Regions from separate parts of the Mus musculus genome. Here all the other regions are linked to region 2. Evidence: chromatin contacts called from public promoter capture Hi-C data. All regions are on one chromosome and are shown on one strand. The core of a region is the stretch at or near the end of the contact, and the rest is flanking DNA. Distances in the headings are between cores, read along the strand shown. Region 1 holds the start of Nhp2 (NHP2 ribonucleoprotein). Region 2 holds the start of Mgat1 (mannoside acetylglucosaminyltransferase 1). Region 3 holds the start of Phykpl (5-phosphohydroxy-L-lysine phospholyase). Region 4 holds the start of 0610009B22Rik (RIKEN cDNA 0610009B22 gene). Region 5 holds the start of BC049762 (cDNA sequence BC049762). Region 6 holds the start of Cyfip2 (cytoplasmic FMR1 interacting protein 2).

Evidence for each region. Promoter capture Hi-C pulls out the DNA fragments that hold promoters and counts their contacts.
Region 1: a promoter capture Hi-C map of liver shows a contact between it and region 2, with 3 times the contacts expected there. The contact joins the promoter of Nhp2 here to the promoter of Mgat1 in region 2. A contact is called at or near these places in 2 of 39 promoter capture datasets (liver and pre-B cells), 1 of 115 datasets of contacts at active chromatin or transcription factors (large pre-B cells) and 1 of 9 other capture datasets (adipose tissue).
Region 3: a promoter capture Hi-C map of liver shows a contact between it and region 2, with 3 times the contacts expected there. The contact joins the promoter of Phykpl here to the promoter of Mgat1 in region 2. A contact is called at or near these places in 2 of 39 promoter capture datasets (liver and pre-B cells).
Region 4: a contact with region 2 is called in a promoter capture Hi-C map of pre-B cells, with 5 times the contacts expected there. The contact joins the promoter of 0610009B22Rik here to the promoter of Mgat1 in region 2. A contact is called at or near these places in 2 of 39 promoter capture datasets (liver and pre-B cells).
Region 5: a promoter capture Hi-C map of pre-B cells shows a contact between it and region 2, with 4 times the contacts expected there. The contact joins the promoter of BC049762 here to the promoter of Mgat1 in region 2. A contact is called at or near these places in 3 of 39 promoter capture datasets (embryonic stem cells, liver and pre-B cells), 2 of 484 Hi-C or Micro-C datasets (CD4 T cells and Th1 cells), 1 of 115 datasets of contacts at active chromatin or transcription factors (bone marrow-derived dendritic cells) and 1 of 9 other capture datasets (adipose tissue).
Region 6: a promoter capture Hi-C map of hippocampal neurons shows a contact between it and region 2, with 11 times the contacts expected there. The contact joins the promoter of Cyfip2 here to the promoter of Mgat1 in region 2. A contact is called at or near these places in 4 of 39 promoter capture datasets (hippocampal neurons, liver, pre-B cells and 1 more), 2 of 484 Hi-C or Micro-C datasets (B cells and embryonic stem cells), 5 of 115 datasets of contacts at active chromatin or transcription factors (acute myeloid leukemia, astrocytes, differentiating embryonic stem cells and 2 more) and 2 of 9 other capture datasets (liver and macrophages).

The regions. Positions count from the first base shown.
Region 1 is chr11:51,618,360-51,621,059 of GRCm38.p6, reverse strand. It overlaps Nhp2 (NHP2 ribonucleoprotein), which reads right to left and starts at 1,287. Exons shown (of 4, transcript NM_026631.4): 1 at 1,083-1,287; 2 at 909-978. The coding sequence starts at 1,242.
Region 2 is chr11:49,249,196-49,251,895 of GRCm38.p6, reverse strand. Mgat1 (mannoside acetylglucosaminyltransferase 1) reads right to left here and starts at 1,344. Exons shown (of 3, transcript NM_001110150.1): 1 at 1,241-1,344; 2 at 222-346.
Region 3 is chr11:51,583,402-51,586,101 of GRCm38.p6, reverse strand. Phykpl (5-phosphohydroxy-L-lysine phospholyase) reads right to left here and starts at 1,321. Exons shown (of 13, transcript NM_028398.3): 1 at 1,223-1,321; 2 at 470-588. The coding sequence starts at 1,281. It overlaps Col23a1 (collagen, type XXIII, alpha 1), which reads right to left. Exons shown (of 29, transcript NM_153393.2): 29 at 2,177-2,700.
Region 4 is chr11:51,687,162-51,689,988 of GRCm38.p6, reverse strand. 0610009B22Rik (RIKEN cDNA 0610009B22 gene) reads left to right here and starts at 1,355. Exons shown (of 2, transcript NM_025319.2): 1 at 1,355-1,441.
Region 5 is chr11:51,261,452-51,264,477 of GRCm38.p6, reverse strand. BC049762 (cDNA sequence BC049762) reads left to right here and starts at 1,474. Exons shown (of 3, transcript NM_001382322.1): 1 at 1,474-1,845. The coding sequence starts at 1,821. Clk4 (CDC like kinase 4) reads right to left here and starts at 1,364. Exons shown (of 13, transcript NM_007714.6): 1 at 1,209-1,364.
Region 6 is chr11:46,310,989-46,313,842 of GRCm38.p6, reverse strand. It overlaps Cyfip2 (cytoplasmic FMR1 interacting protein 2), which reads left to right and starts at 1,485. Exons shown (of 31, transcript NM_133769.3): 1 at 1,485-1,616.

The sequences.
Region 1 (2,700 bases), core at 38-2,537, 2.4 Mb before region 2:
CTACAAAATGAGTTCCAGGACAGACAGGGCTACACAGAGAAATCCTGTCTCAAAAAAAAAAAAAAAAGAAAGCCCAGGAGGGCTGGAGAGCCGGCATACGGGGATGCATAGCCATTTCTGGGGGTGCATGGCCATTTCTAACTCCAGTCCAAGGAGACCTTACACCTTGCCTTCTGGTTGCCAAGGGCACCAGTGATGCACCAACATATACACGCAGGCAAAACAGTCATACACTTAAAAGGAGTAACCACTTACATTGTGTAAGTGCCACTACACTGCCCTGTCCAAGAGCCTACTCTTCTCAGGATTCCACCCCCTCACCCCAAATAAACCTTCATTCATTCATTCTCTTCCTTTGTTGTTTTGAGACAGGGTCTCTATACATAGTCATGGCTGAAAACTTAAGAGATCTGCCTCTGATGGGATTAAAGGCCTATCACTGGCTTATCATTTTCTCCTTTTGGGAGTTTTGTTTGTTTTGAGACCTGTCCATAGACCACGACGGCCTTGAACTAGCTATACTTCGGAAGCTAGCCCGCATTCTCCCCTGCCCTACTTGGGAAAATGTCTCTCTACATATAGCACGTTGCCTAGAGCCTGAAAAAGTTGTGCCGTTCTACAGAGTGAATGATCAGGACTCTAGTTTACACGGGCTGGATTCCTATTCTCTTCCCTGTCATTTACTGGGAGTTCCATTTACTGGTAGTGAAGGGAGTTGACTGCTAGACTGGTTGGTCAACTTCACCTTTATTGAGTAGGTGGAATTTCTTCTTAACCAGTTAATAAGCCAAACTTAGTGCCGTAGTACTTGTGTACCGTGCACAAGGCCCTAGGTTCAATCCCCGGCACTGGAATATAAAAATAAAAACCACACAAAACTTAAAAACCAGAGGAAGCCGGGTTCTTACCCTTTCTCGCCCTTGTTGACAAATTTCTGAACCTCCTTCACCCCGCGACGAATCTGCTTCTGCTTCACAGCTACAAAGAGAGAGAAGCGTGAGCCGACACCTCGCTCACGAGGCTCGACCCCGGGCCGCCCAAGTCACCGGTCCCGGACCGCGATCGCCACGCGCCCGCCTCACCCTTCTTGATGCACTTGTAGAGCTTGCGCGTCAGGCGGCGGGAAGCCAGGGGCTGCGCGATGGGGTTCAGATTGACCAGCAGCTCTTTGTACGTGCGCTCCTCGCTGCAGCCCTCCGCCTGCGCCTCGGACTCTTCGGGAGCGGCCTTTACTTTGGTCATCTTAGCAACTACAACTCCGTCCCGGCATAGAGGAACCACGCGGCCGCCGCCTCCGACATCACTTCCGGGTTTTCAAGTGGCTCTACCCTGTGACCAATTGGGAAACTAAATATTCTACACCGACCAATCTCTAAGTAGATCTCTAGGGGCGGGATTTTGGATATGGGGGCGGAGTTAAAGGTCAATCTAAGCACGGGATTTGGATTTTCACCGCGGGAATCCCAGGGAGGCCGAATTTAGAACCGGGTTTCCAGAGGGAAAGGGGCGGGGCCTGGGGCCGAGAGGTGGGGCCCAAAGGGAAAGAGGCGGAGCCCAAAGGGAAAGAGGCGGGGCCCGGAGAGATTGAAGAGCGGGTGGAAGGAAAATACACAACGGGATTGTGTCCCCTGAGCTCCTTGTGACCTGCCTTGTGACCTGCTGCTGCTGGTTAGGTAAAGCCTGGCGCACCTGAAAGTTTTTTCATATTTTCTTTTCCCCCTCCTAGATCCTGTTGCACAAACTATAAACCGCACACCTTTGATCCCAGCAGTGGGGAGGCAGGGGCAGGTGGATCAGGTCAGCCTGGTCTACATAGTGACTTCCGCTGGGCAGTAAGGTCAGCCTGGTCTACATAGTGACTTCCGCTGGGCAGTAGTGGTGCATACCTTTACTCTCAGCATTTGGGAGGCAGAGGCAGGAGGAACTCTGAATTCAAGGCTAGCCTGTTCTACAGATCGAGTTTCAGGACAGCCAGGATTACACAGAAACAGTCTCCAAAAAAAAAAAAAAAAAAAACCGCAAAGAAAAAAGAAAAAAAAGAGGCCGGGCAGTGGTGGCGCATGCCTTTAATCCCAGCACTTGGGAGGCAAAGGCAGGTGGATTTATGAGTTCAAAGCCAGCCTGGTCTACAGAGTGAGTTCCAGGACAGCCAGGGCTATACAGAGAAACCCTGTCTTGAATAAAAACCAAAAAACAAAAACCAACCCCCCCCAAACAAACAAAAAAACACAAACAAACAAACAAAAAAACCCACTCCAGTTCCAGGGGATCTGAAATGTCTAATCTGCAAGGGCCTCAGGAGTGCATGTGCTGCACAGATGTGCTTTCAGGCAACACACTCACACACAGGAAATAAATCAATCAAAAGTTCTTAAATGTTAAAAGCAAATCTGAAAAACCAGAAAGGTAGGAAGGAAGGTGACATGTGCTGGATGAAGAGTCCAGCTAGCTAATGAGAACCCTGGAGCAACAGGAAACGGGGACCTCAGCTCTGTGACGTAGAGGGACTGAAGCTGGTAAGGGTGAATATGAAGGAGGATCCTGAGTGCCAGATGCCAAAAATCAGGCCCACATTTAGATCTGTGTTTTGTGAAGGACACAGAACTTACCTATCCCTGATTGACAACTATGAGACCTGTGAGATAGTTGAGTATGATTTCCAGCCACTAAAAGCCATCACTTGGACAGCAGCAAGAGGAC
Region 2 (2,700 bases), core at 95-2,594:
AAGTGAATTACTTTCTTGTTAGACTCTGTATGATGTACCAGGCTCCATAATTTCAGAGGGGAAGAAGAACTGAAAAGAAGTCCGAGTAGATATGCTAAATAATTCAAGAGTATAGAGGGTAAGACCTAGGAGGGATACAGGCTATTCACCTGGGAACAGGTCAAAGGGAAACACAATGCTGCTATAGCCTGGCACCAGACAGACAGCCCTGAAGCCGTTACCTGAAGAACCACTGCCTCAGTTCCTCTTCTGTAAACAGACAACCGACTTTTGTCTTCTCCACCGCCCTTGATGTCTGGATTAGAATGGCAATACCTTGACGTCCGAAGCAGAAAGTGAGTTTAACCTGTTGCAATGACATGGAGTTTGAACACACTGTAATACAGCCTTCTGAGAAACAGAAGTGGGATGTAATGTTGCCATTACTGGTGATCTCCATGCTAAAAAGTCAAGGACTAGTGACTGGAAACGGGAAGACCCCAGAATCAAGGACGCTCTAGTCTAAATAGTACTAATGACAGGCAATCAAGCTGGCCAGCAATATTCTCAAGCACGAGAGCCTTACAGTAGCCAAGGTTAAAGAAAAAGAAGCTTCACCAGAAGGCCACTCTTCCATGGAGACTCGAATGGGTGGGCCACAGTCCCTCTGAACCACATTTTGAACAATGGGGGGGCTCTGCACCTCTTGGGAGCCCCCTGTTCCAAACATACTAGAAAGGAGGCTAGGAAAAAAAGTTTTCTTGCCAAATCACATATTTCAACATTGAGTCAAATTTTCCTTGTGGCTGAGCAAAAGCCAGCCCTAGTAACTTATGAAGCCTGGACGCTGGGGTGAGGCTTGCATAAAGTCCACTTTCCACTCCAGTCTCCCACTTCTTCAGGGCGACCCCATCTCTCCCCTGCCCTGCCCTGCCCTGCCCCGCACCCAAGGTGCCCTCCTGCCGAGTTTCACAACAGCTCCTCCTGGAGAAGCCACCCTCCCTCTAGCAGCTGAAGGCCAGGAATCCTGTAGCTGTGCGTTAAGTTCCCACTTCCCCGCGTGGGGGAGACTGCGCGCTGCGCGGCCCCGGGCGGGCCCGCCACTCTCACCGCCCTGGCTTTGGAGCACACTCGGGACTCAGACCCGACTCCCCTGGCTGCGCGGCCTCTCTCCTCCGGGGTCCTTGTCCTCCTGGGACAAGCCCCAGGACTGAGGACGCTGGCGTCCCCCGGCCCAGCTCACCGGATCCTCTCAACTCACCCCGCCTGGAACCAGGCTCGCCCCGGACCGGCAACACCCAGCGCTGGAGCGGCCTCGTCCGGTCTGGTTGGCCTTCCTGCTAGCCGGCAATGTGGTCCTTCCCCGGGAGGGCGGGGCGGCGCTCCCCAGCCCCTAGGCCCCTCTGTTGGTCCCCGCCCTGCCACGGGCGAGTCCGCGCTGGCCCCTCCTTCCAGGGCCTTCCTCTACTGCTGACTTCCTGATCACCGGTCAAGATCTAAACAACGGGTCTTCCCAAGTCCCCCAACTTCGAAAGGCAGTGGTAGCAGAGATGTTTGTTTGAGGCCCTTTCCCTCTCAGTTGCAGCTCCTGTGTAGATGCCAACCCCACTCACACCCTGAGCCTTGTCCAGTAAAGACTTTTCCCAAGAGTGTCCCTTGTCCAGCCCAGTGAATCTAGAGATTCACCGACTTTGAGGGGTGCAGCACTTGGTGGTGTTAGAAGCGTTTCCTCAGCAAGAAGAGCGTTCACCAACCTCAATTCTAAGAACCTGGGAACCATTCCTCTATGCGAGGGAAGTTGCAGACTATTAGTTGAAAAAAAAAAACAGCAAGAGAGGGGTGAGGGTGTGCAAGCAACAAGTATTCGGTTTCAAAAGGGAAGATAGGGAGGAAACACCTGCTGCCCAAGGTGGGTAAGAGCCAGCCTGCCGCCGTTTCAGTTCTGTCTTGTGTGTGTGTGTGTGTGTGTGTGTGTGTGTGTGTGTGTGCCCCTTTATGGGCGGGGAAACCAAAGTCAGGCCTGTACACTGAACCTAAGTCCTGAGGAAGGAAAGAATCAATCACAGGCTTTTGGAGTAACCCTAAAAATGAATGGGAGGGGGAAGGAAACCCCTGGATCTGTATTCCTTGGTATTTTTTTAAAGCAAAAGAAACATGGGAGGGGCAGGGAGACTCATCAGGACCCAACTGAACAGAGTACTTGGTAAGTACCTCAATCAGAGCCTCAAGCAGCCTGAGTGGGGGAGGAAAGATGACAACCAGGAGTTTCAGGGTCTGATTTAGATGTCAGCAGTGGCCCCGGAGCACAAACTATTTCTGAGATCTGAGCCGTGCATTATTAGCAACTCACAGTAAGCCACATCTCACTGACAGGACCATTTTGGAATCAGAGATGTCTGGGAATCCCTACTGTCCACTCACCATGGTACCACAGCCCCCACTGGCTCCCACATCCTGCTGTGCCTGGCCCTCTGCATAAGCCTTGGCTCCAACCACCCTTGGATCTTTCACCCATGAGGGGAGCAGAGGCACTGCCAGTTGATTACTAGATATACTCAACCTCAGACAGACCCTCCTACCTACAGACTTCATCACTACTGTTCCAGAGTCCCCAAGGTAACCGGGACTTTTAGGTCTGTGCTTACTGAGTGTTACTCACTAACTTGTTCGTACCAGACACCAGGAATTATGCAGAAAGTGGGAGTACCTTAAGGGCCCTTG
Region 3 (2,700 bases), core at 72-2,571, 2.3 Mb before region 2:
CTGTTAACTCAGGAGACCCCCCTGCCTCTGTGCCCTGAGTGCTGGGAGAGTCCTGGGTTTTAACCCTTACCTGCCTGCAATGTGCCTTCTAACAGCTGTGGTAGCCCAGTTGGCTGAATTCATACTAAAGTTTCCTATTACCCCTATAGTAGTCAATAGAGGTGAAGGCCTGCTGTCAGCACCCTGCACGAGGCCAAGATGAGCACACTACATTTGTGGTCATGGATGGGTGGACTGTATATATGCCTGGTTTGATGTGAGTTCCACGTGGGACGTGCAGCTTGGACCTTGGCATGTGAACCTCTCAGGCCTGCCTGGTTTAGCACAGCTATGGTGTGGAGTCTTTTCACAAAGACTGGGGTGCCCCCCTGAGCATCCGATTCAGTTCTGTTCAACCCAGGCTATCAGTCAGATCTATGGCCTCAGCCTCCTCCCCTGTCTCACCAAGGGTGAGAGGCGTCATACTGACCATGAGCCACGTTGTTGATACAGTCCAGGTACTCTCGCCCTTGCTCATCGTACAGGTACTGCCCTTGGCCTCGGATAATCTTAACAGGATCCTCAGGAAAAAAGAGTCTGCAGGAAGAGCTGTGGGGACAGGCAAAGGATCGACAACCCTGTCTGAAGACTGACCTCCACTCATTACAGCCCCCTTCACTCCTTCCTGATTCTGGGATGGACAAAAGCTTGCAGGGCACGGTGGAACTTCCCTGCCTCCCCATTCCTGTGAACAGGACGGAGCAGAAAGTTTCTGAGACAAAACTAAGCCTTTGTGGCCCTCTCAGTTTTGCTTGCACACTGAGACTCCTCCAGTCCCAGTGAAAAGGGCTTCGGAATGGCTTCCTGAAGAAAACCCCCTTGTTAGGAGCTGCATCTCAGCCCCTAACATTCCTTGCCAACCCAGTGGCCTTGCTGTCCCCGTTAGTAATGGCTAGCTCCAGTCCTAAGTTCCAACCATAAGCTTCTCTCCACGTGGCACCGAGGATACTCCTCACAGGCCAAGAGCAGACTTCCTGTAACCCTGCCCGTGACATGACTGCCCCCCAGGCCAGGCCCAGCTCCTTATGCAGGTGGCTGCCAGGGGCAAAGCTCGCTCCACGGGACAGGGGACGCCCCGGAGTCGCGGGGTGGTTCACGGCCGCTTCTAGTAGGCTGAGGGAGGCGGGGAAATCAGGGACTCGGGGTGGGCGCTATACGCGCTTTCGGAGCCCACACCCGGTACCTGAGCAGCCGACGTCTCAGGTCCAGAGTGACGGCCTTGGCGCGCGTGTCCGCGGCCATGGCGCCGAGCGGTCAGCCAGTACCCAGATGCTGCGCGCTTAGCTCCGCCTCCGCCCGCGACGTCAGCTCTGGGTGGGGCTTCAGTGCTGGTCCCGCCCCCAGGAGCTCCCTTCCCGGGCGTTTACGGAACTTGCAAGCGAGATAGCTTGCAGTTCACGTCATCACGGGCGGATACTCTCCGCTGATCCATGGTCGGACTTCGCCCTTCTCTCCTACGCCCGAGGTTTCCCTCCCAGGAATGTGTCCCCAGACCGCCAGGTGGAGCGGGACTCTAAACTGCGGCGGGGCACGCCCGAGCAGGTTGCTGTCTCTGCGCTGATAACGTGACACCCTGTGAGGGTAAATTACTGGCACCCTGGAAGGACAAAGGCCTTCCTGGCATGGCGCTGTAGAGTTCGGTGCCACTGCTGGGGCAGACCACGGAGATCTCTAGAAATTCTTGCTAGGATTAGACAGGATAAACTTGACATGTCGCTACAGGAAGAGAATTTTGCAGTGGGCAGATAGGAAGAGGTTTGGAAAACTTCTGAGTCCTACCTTATGTACTGTGCAGGAAACAGGCCCAGAAAAGAACGGCTTTGCTCCGAGGCACACAATAGGCCCGCTGCAGAGGCCGGACTAAAACAAGGTCTCCTGAACTCTTACCTAGCACACTGAGTGACAAGAGACCTCTGTGGTCCCGGAGGTGGGAGAGAAGGGATACTCCCTTATGGGTTGAGCGCTGGAGCTGACTGTCTTGATGAACCCTGGAACAAAGGCCTGAGAAGGCCCCTCAGCAGACTGGGGCAGTCTTGTTCACATGCCAGCCCGCTGCCCCATTCTCCAGTAGCTTATTTCTTTTCTTCCCTAGAAAACTGCAAAATGCTTACAGCACTTATTAAAGAACAGCTTTGTATTCTTGTGGTTTTTGTTTGTTTTTATTGTGGTAAAATATACATAAAAAAACAAGCAATTTTGAAGGGTACATACAATTCAGTGGCATTAGTACATTCTCAATGTTGCATCTTGTCACCAAAACCCAGTCACAGAGCCCTTCCATCTTCCCCAACTGAGCGGTATTTCATGTTTTTAACCATAAACCTACCTAAAAGTCCATCTTCCTGCTCAGAAAAGGCCTATCCTTCCTGTCCTTGGTCCCATCCTCTCTCCATTTTCTGGCATCTGTCCTTTCAAGGCAACCCTGGAGGCCAAGAAGGCACAGGCTGAAAGGAGGAAGGGACTGAACAAGACTTGGATGTAGTGGGGGGCATGGTGGTGCAAGCCTGTAATCCCAGCACTTGGGAAGCTGAGGCAGAGCTGCAACTTTGGGACCAGCCTAAGTTATGTATTGAGACCCTGTCTCAACCAACAAGCAATCATTCCCCTGCCCAACCCTTGAATCCAGAGCAGGGTTTCCTCAGCTGGCATTCACAGTGAGCA
Region 4 (2,827 bases), core at 106-2,605, 2.4 Mb before region 2:
TGTAGCAGACACTTTTATTCCCTTCCTCCCTAACTCCCATTCCTATCAAGATGACCAGAGGTTTAGGACAATGACTTTTTTGTGCCTTCAATTTTGAAGGGAGATGAAATGGATGGATAAACATGCTGCTTATGTAGAAGTGGGCAGGTACCTGACCAAAGCAAAGGAGATGTAAGAAATCAGTTTTGTTATTTATCTATCAAAGGTAGGTAGGTAGTCTGCCATTGGCCAATATTCCAAAAATTTTCTTCACTACCGCCAATAAAAGAAAGCTGCTTCACTCAAACAAACAAACAAACAAACAAACATCTTCTCCACCTAGTAAAGTTTTGTTTATAAACCTCATGCATCCTTTCTCCCTCCTGAATTCCCTGCTGCCTGGAATACAGACCTTTAACTCCATTCCTCTAAGCTTATTCTTTCAGAACTAGCCAAGCATGAAGGTCGGACCCCAGCCACTGGGGAAAAGACACCATGATTTTGATCCTGAAACACCTTTTTTACAAATAGAACGTGCCTTGTAGAGCTACTTCGCTTTGTTTATGTTTCTAGCAAACACAAAACGAAAACAGAAATGCCAAACTTTATCTTTAGTCACTCTGTGGCCCCAGAGAGAAGTCAATGATTTTTAGCCAAAGTAGCTTCGAAATGTCTGTTTAAGGGAAGAAGGAATTCAGGACGCCAACGCTAGATAAGTCTCACTATAATAAACACATAAGGAAAACCTGTGAACAATGCAGACATACACTTGAAAGAGCAGAGTCCTTGATGATTAACAGCACCTAACACCAGTGATTTGCGCCCTAAACCACCCTCCCATTACGCATTTCCGCCCACGCATACGGCCAGCACCGTCTGGACACAAGCGCCCGGTGCTGCAACCTCCATTTTGCTTTCTGGCATTCTTGTAGTTAAAAGCTCCGCCTCACTTGGCAGTCTGGTCCACATCTCCCGCCAGGCTTCCGGTCTCTACACCTCCAGGCGAACGTCAGTGACAACATAAGCAAGTACGCGTGCGGTGAAGGCAAGGATTGCTCTAAGAGCCAGAGGAGGCCCGCGGGGACCCCGACGTCCCATGAGGCCTTGACCCAAGATGGCGGACAAAACCCTTAGCGCAGCCTTGCTCAGAGACGCATGTGCGCATGCCCGGTCGACTGAGCTGCCCTGATCCAAGATGGCGGCCGGACCGGGGCTGGGGACGGGCTTAGCGCGTTACTGAGCATGCTCAGTCTTCCGTCACTTGCGTCAGGTCGGCAGCCGGCGCAGGCCGCTCAGTCCTTCCCGGAGAGGCGGGAACATGTACGCATGCGCAGTGAGCAGTCTCGGCTAGTCGGTGGGCGGAGCTACCCCGCGGGGTGGACGTTGAGTGTGTGTGATGGCCGGCTGACCTGCTTTCCTCTTTGAGCTTGTCTGCCCCTGAACTAGAGGGAAGTCGGCTTAGGTGAGGTATTTATAGTTGTCAAAATCCCGCACTCGCCTGTGATCCCAGCGCTCAGGAGCCCGGAGGGATTGCCTCAAGTGCTGTAGGACAGCAAGACCCTGCCCAAAGCAAAAAGTCGGGAGCTAGAGACTGGGAAAGTGGGGGCCGTCCAGGGAGGCTGGGCACATACAGTTCAGTCACTTTCGTGGGTGCGTACTTTGAGTTTTCCTTGGGATTTGTGGCTCAGGGGCAGAGCCCTTGCCTAGCACCTGGAGGTTTGGGATTTGGTCCCCAGCACCAGAAATAAACAGTTAAAGAGGGGCAGTGTAAGATAATCGCAGCACTGGAAAGGGGGAGCTAGGGTAAGGAATTCAAGCCATTTTCTGATACTTGTAGGCCAGTCTGGGCTTCATAAGACCTTTTATTTTATTTTTTAAAAAAGGTTAATAACAAAATAAAATAGCAAAATGTACGGGTTTATTTAATGGACTCTGTCATCGTGTTGTAAATGAATCTGTGGGTAAATAGATGTATCGCCATCTTTAATAGCCCCAAAGCAAGGATGACAGTCCATCCTAGTATCTTTAGTTATCCTTTGGCAGGTTCATCCATGTGTTTTAATGTGGTTTTCAGCCCTTGTCACCCTCTCATCCCACACCCACTGAACCCCCTTTCCCTTCTATTTTCATATCTATACATTTTTTAAAATTATTATTATTGTGGATGTATGTGACACATCATGGGAGTGCCTGCTTGCTATATGGTACATGTGTAAGAGAGGACAACTTTGTGAAGTTGATCATCTCCTCCTCCTCCTCCTGTCTTCTTTCTTCTTGTGACAGAGTCTCTTTCTGTAGCCCTGACTGTCCTGGAACTTGCTTTGCAGAACAAGCTAGCTTTGAACTCACAGATCCTCTAGCCTCTGCCTACTGAGTTCTGGACTGAGCATGCGTGTGTACCCACTGAGTTTAACTTGGGTATTTATGGGTAGGGGTTTATTTATGGAGCATACACAATTTAATGGTGGATACACCAATGAGGAAAAACGAGTCCCCTGAACCAGCAGCCATTATTTACTTGTTTTCAAGAATAGGTGAGATTCTTTAATTCTTCGGAAATTTTTAGTGGAAACTTAGGTCCTCTGAAAGAGCAACCAATGATCTTAACCACCAAGACCTCCACTGAAAGCCTTGATTAAATTCCTAAAGCTATAGTTTTTATTTTATGACGTGTCTCTTAAACGATAGTCCCTTATCCTGGGTTTTTTGGTTTTTGGTTTTTGTTTTTTTTTTTTTTTTTTTTATCACTCTGGAACTAGCTGCTGGTCTATAGAAACCCATTTGTTTCTCTATTGATCTTGTTTCCTGTTGCCTTGCTAAGTCTGCCCTTACATGGTTCCATAGGACA
Region 5 (3,026 bases), core at 225-2,724, 2.0 Mb before region 2:
CCATCCCTCCTCTGATCTCTGGCCGAGTTCGGAAATACTTTGTTTTTAGGCAGGTGTGGTGACACGTGCCACCCTAGAGGCAGAGGCAGGTGGAGTTCTGAGAGACTTCAAGGACAGCCTGGTCTGCACAGCGAGACCTTGTTTCAAACAACCAACAAAGAAATATTTACTTAGGAGGCAAAGTAAAAGATTTCTGAGCTCATGAGAGCTTTCATACACAGGAAAGAAAAGCTACCTCAAAATATTACACTATCTCTAACACTTAAAAATCATGCTACAATCCTCTGTATCCTTTCAATAAAAGATACAATGGAACCCATATGTATACGCTCATACTAGAAATATTATTCTCCACCACGTTTTAGAAGTTTCAGTCTCCCATTTAAGTGGGGGTACAAGAGGCCCTCGGGTGCGTGTTCAAAATTAGGCCAAATATCTGCAGCTTTAACATTAGACCAGGTGACAATCGGTCCACTGGTTTAGAGGGTTGGCTACTTGAGCAACAGAGCTGTCACAATGTAAATGCAATGTTCGCTCTCTAATTCCATCACTCAGCTCTCTAATCCCATCACTCAGGAGGCAGAGGCAGGAGAATCTCCTGAGTTCGAGTCCTGCCTGGCCTACATAATGCCTGGGCAATCGGGGCGACCCAGATCTAGGGGGGGCTTGGGGTGGGGTGACCGCCTGGCATGAAGGACGAACCTTCCTTCCCAAGTGTGATCCTCGAAGCTGGAGGTGAACTCCAGCCGCTGCCTGGCTCGCCGCAGCGCCTGCCCTACCTCTTCCGGGCAGCTGGCCAGGGCCCTTAGAGCTGAACAACAGAGCGAATAGCGGACTTTGGAAAAGGCTCCGGTTATGCAAACGGCCGAGGCCACAGACAGGGGTGAGTAGGGGGTCGGGGTGACTTCGACTCTGGACGGCACTAGTACCGGGGATGCGTCCCGCCAAGGGTCTCCCCGCTGGTTCCTGCGATGGACGGCCGAGGCCTTGACAAGAGGTGAGCGAGGCCCAAGCTGCCGGACCGCACCGTCGGGCGAACCCGGGGCCTGCGGGCCTTGACTCGAGCGGCGAAACCGCGGCAGCTCGGGTGTTGTCGCCGCCGGCCGAGAGGCACCCCGCCAGCCCCGCGGACGCATCCTCCCGGTGCTGACGCCCAAAGCCCACTCTCTCCTCAGACACCTGGCTCCGCGCGACACTGCCCACCTCACCTCCGCAAAAGCAAGCGGCCTTTTGGCCGAGAAATGTCGCCAAACCGCCGTCGTTCCTCTCCAGCCGCTGCGACAGACACCGACAAAATGGCGTCCGCGCCGTCACCCTACAACCTCCTCAGGTGGCTCCAGCGCCACCTACGCCGAGCCAGCGCGCATGCGTCACGAAGCCTCGTGCCCGCCCACAGATCGTGCAAGGGGACGAGGGGTCTGTGACGTCAGGGACGGCGGGGCTTGATCAGCCACACTGCGGCTGCGCAGCGCTGGAGGCGCGGGTAGGACGAGGTTCTGTCCGCTTGTCAGGCTGAGGTTCTTTCTGTTCTTAGGTGAACCTGGAAGCCCGCCTTAAGTCTGCGGCGCGCGTCGGGCTCTCGAAGAGTTTTGCTGGGCGTGGCCACGCTGGGTAGGGCCAACCTCTGACCTTTTCCCATCAGCTTAAAGTGGGAAGCTCATCGCACTCCATCTACCAGTCGCCCCTCAACCTCAGCTCCAGGTAGAGCCACCAGAGCGCAGAGTCCCCGAATGCTCCCAGCTAGGGCAGCTCAGTGACCAGGATATGGCTGTCACCTGGCGCTTCCGCTCTAAACTGGATTTGGAGAAGTTTACCTGAATATGCCTCTAAAAACAAGCGTAGCAGGTGCTTACCCTTCTCTTTCTCTTTGCCTTCCTCTCTCTCTTCCTCCTCGCCTTCTCAGCCAGCAAATCGAAAGGAATGGGGAGGTTTGTCCTAAGACTTCTGACAGTATTCTTCCGGTTACAACCATGGCAGCCTCATGATTTTCTACTACAGTTACTCAACAAACGGGCATTTGTGGTCAGACTTTTTGGTTTTTTTTTCGAGACAGGGTTTCTCTGTGTAATCCTGGCTGTCCTGGAACTCACTCGGTAGACCAGGCTGGCCTTGAACTCAGAAACTCACCTGCCTCTTGCCTCCCAAGTGCTGGGATTAAAGGCGTGCACTATCACTGCCTGGCGACATAACAAATTCTTAATATATATCCTTTTTTAATTTCAGAGAACTGGGCTTTTGTGGTGCAGGCCTGTAATCCCAGCATTTAGGATTTAGAAACAGGAGGATCAGGAATTCTAGGTCATCCTGGGCCATATAGCAAGTTCAAGGCCAGTCTGAGCTACATGAGATCAAAACTCAAAAAACAAAACTGCTGAGAATCCAACACCATAATTACTGTCTAACCCAGTAGGGTTGAACTTCTTCTGGTCGTCCTATCTCTTATCTCCTTCCTCCAAGAGCTTGAAGCATAAATATGAGCTGTCATAACCAGATTAATTAAATACTCTATGCCAATCACTTTATAGACAGTCTTAGTAATCTAGACAACTCTAAGAGGTGATTCTTAGCTCCTTGCTTTAATGACAAATTTAACTCCTGAAAATACCATTCAAACTTTGCTAGCTTACGGTTTCATTGTCATACTTACTGCCTCCATTCATGCAACAAAGTAAAAAACAACTTACTTTTTTCTTAATCAGTTAGAGAAAAGTATTCTGAGTCCATCTTTTGGCAAGACCAAAAGGGTCTGTCTTGAAAAGGCTCGTTTCATGGTGATTTGTCTCTGAAGCTCCCATTATGAAACAATGAATCCCTTCACATTTAGCAAAGTTGATTAAAGGCCACACCATGAATGAGTCACAATGGATCTCTCAGGCATCCCATACTGCCCAAGATGGACAATATCCCAGTTTCCTCCAGGGTTCCTAACACTTCTGAAGAGAAAGTCAAACAGCACAGGAGTAACAAAGATTCAGTCAAACAATGTTGAAAGCATCCCAATTCCCAGTGCACTCTGCAGAGCATAT
Region 6 (2,854 bases), core at 236-2,735, 2.9 Mb after region 2:
AGGCTCTCAAGTACTTTCCAATTAGTTCCCCTAAGAGGGCAGGCTGGAGAGATGGCTCAGCAGTTGGGAGCCGTGGCTACTCCTCTTGAGGACCTGAGTTCAATTCCCAGTACCTACATGGCATCTCACAATTATCTGTATCTCCAGTTCCAGATTATTCTTGGCACCAGGCATGCATGCGGTACACATATATGTGCATGCAATCAAAATACCCATACACACAGAATAAAATAAATACTTTATATACATACACACACACACACACACATATATATATATATATATATATATATATATATATATATATATATATATATATATATATATGGTACCCAGAGCAACTATTATTCCCTTTATTGCAGGTACTGCATCTCCCACTCAGAGCAGTACCATGCTGGGGTGGGTTCAGGTCAGGACTGAATGCAGCTGGCCTCATCCCTACCTAAAGCCCTCCGAGTTATGTCTCAAGGAGCAATGGATTCTTTGAAGAGCCCTAAGCAGCATCTAAGAGGCTTCTGTCTCCTCAGCTCCTTCCTAGGTTTGCCTAAAAGTCAGCTTATCATGATTTTGTCCACGAGTCAATTCTACCTCAATGGGATCGACATGGGCACGCGCGCGCGCACACACACACACACACACACACACACACACACACACACACGCACACACACACATAATAGCTGTACATTTTTACACTAAGAAATGGAAAGGAAGTAGATGTTTCTCTTTGTTTTTAAATTATTACATTTATTTATTGTGTGTGTGTATGGGTGTGTGTATGTGTCTGTGTGTCTGTGTAATGTGCATATATGCATGTGGGTGGAGGTCAGAACACAATATACAGAAGCTGTCTCTCTCCTTCTACCTTGTGGATCCTGGGAATCGAACTCAGGTCATCATCAAGCTTGGCTGCAAGCGCTTTCTCCCGCTGAGCCTGTGCCCTCTGAGCCCGTGCCCTCTGAGCCCGTGCCCTCTGGGAAGTTATTCTTCAAGTGGTGGAAGGGCTCAACCTCTCACTTAGCCTGCTCCCTTCTTTGGGAAAGCAGCTGTCATTGGACTCCTGTTAGGTCAGTTAATGCTGGCAAATAATAAGCTCCAAGCGAGCAGGGGCTCTACTGCACACTAGTGCGTGCCTGGCTCTTGGCAAGATGCTTGGAACAAAACAGGTAGTCGATAAAGATGTGGTGAATAAATGACTATATGAAAATAATTTGACACCGGGGAGATGCGAAAGGAGCTGACGCTTCCTTCCTTCTGGAGTGGCAGGTGTCGCTGGTGATGCAGGCGGCAGCAGGAAAGTCGTCCCTCCTCCACCTCCAGAGTCCGGAGGCTGGATACTCTAAGGCTGGAAGGTATGGGTTCAGGAGGTTGCAGGTCAGGGGTGCGCAGGGAGCCCCTCGCCGCAGCCATTTCCGGCTCTTTGTGTGACAGCAGCCGCGGCGAAGGGGCTGGGCACCGCGGCCAGGGGAGGAGCCGCGGCAGGCGGAGAGGCGGGGCCGCGGGCGGGGCGCGGCGGTCCGCCGGCGCAGCGGCGGAGCGGGGCTAAGCATCCTGCGCCCCGGCGCGGGGCCCTGCGGTAGCCTCGGGTCCCTCCCCTGGACCTGCCACCGAGCCAGGTAAGGGACTCTCGGAGACAACAGGGCTGATGCAGGAACCGAAATGCTGCCTAGGCGGTGGATGCGTTCCTGAGGATGCGCGAGGGGCGGGCGCCACTTCTCCCAGCCCGTTGGGGGCGCTTGGCTTGGCGCCCGAGGCTACACGGCTTCAGGTCCCTGGAGGCCGGGCTACAGGCCTGTGTTGTCCCTTCTCCCCTCGGCCGCCCCGGGCGCCCTGGGCAGGGAGCGTTTTCCAGAAGTCGTGGGTACAGCGCAGAGCTCCGCGCAGCAGCCTCAGCGGCAGCCACAGCAGGTGCGTGGCCTGGGCCGGAGCCACCCGCCCTAAAAAGAGGCAGGGATAGTCTCGGGGACCAGGGATACCTGCAGGGGCCACAAGCCCAGAGGGGGCTACATCCCTGCACCTACATACTGCAGATCGCCGGGCAGTCCCCGCCTCTGCGGTCGCGGCCACCATCATTCAGCCAAGGCCAGAGAGAGCTGCCTGGGCCCGCCTGACAGGCAAGGGGGTACTGGGCGCCCGCGGTGAACCGAAGCCGGGTGGGGCCGGGGCCACAGCGGCACGGTTTGGGAGAGGAAAGCTCTGATGAGCCGGGAGGCATGGCTGACCTGCTTCGAAGCGTTCTGGCCTATACTAGCGCCTCTCCCCTGGATGGCTTTGGGGAGGAGAAAGGTGGGGTGATGGAATCCTAGGGGTCAAGGTTTCCTTCGTATTTAGCTGCCCACCTGTCTGTTGTGGGAGATTGCCACATCACCTTCAGGAAGGTAAGCCCTCCTGTGTGTACAGGAAGAGGAGTAGCTTGTGGCTAAGGGTGGGGGCAGGGAGCATGGTTGAACCGACTGTTGGTTTTCTCCCGCGACTATCTGGGTGTTTTCCAGTCCAGACTTAGAACTTGGCTAGCCCAATTCTTTAGTGCCCACAGCCCCACAGTTGGGCAGGAAGACTTAGGGATCAGACTGACGACTGACTGTTGCTCCTAAGCAACCATTTCTACCTCTTGACCCCTTCCCTTAGAAGTGACCAGCCTTATTCTTGGGCACAGGCCCTGCAAGAACCATTGCCTAGCACTCAGTGACACCCCCCCCTCCCGCCATTGTCGGAGGACAAAAATATAGATTAATATCTATAGTCGGGATTGTAAGTCCTTGAAGGTAGTTGTCCCTACCACCATCCCCCCTTCTGTGGCTTTCCCCCCCTCCACCCGATGCTCCTTGGGTCCCTTCTCTCCTGTCAAACTTGC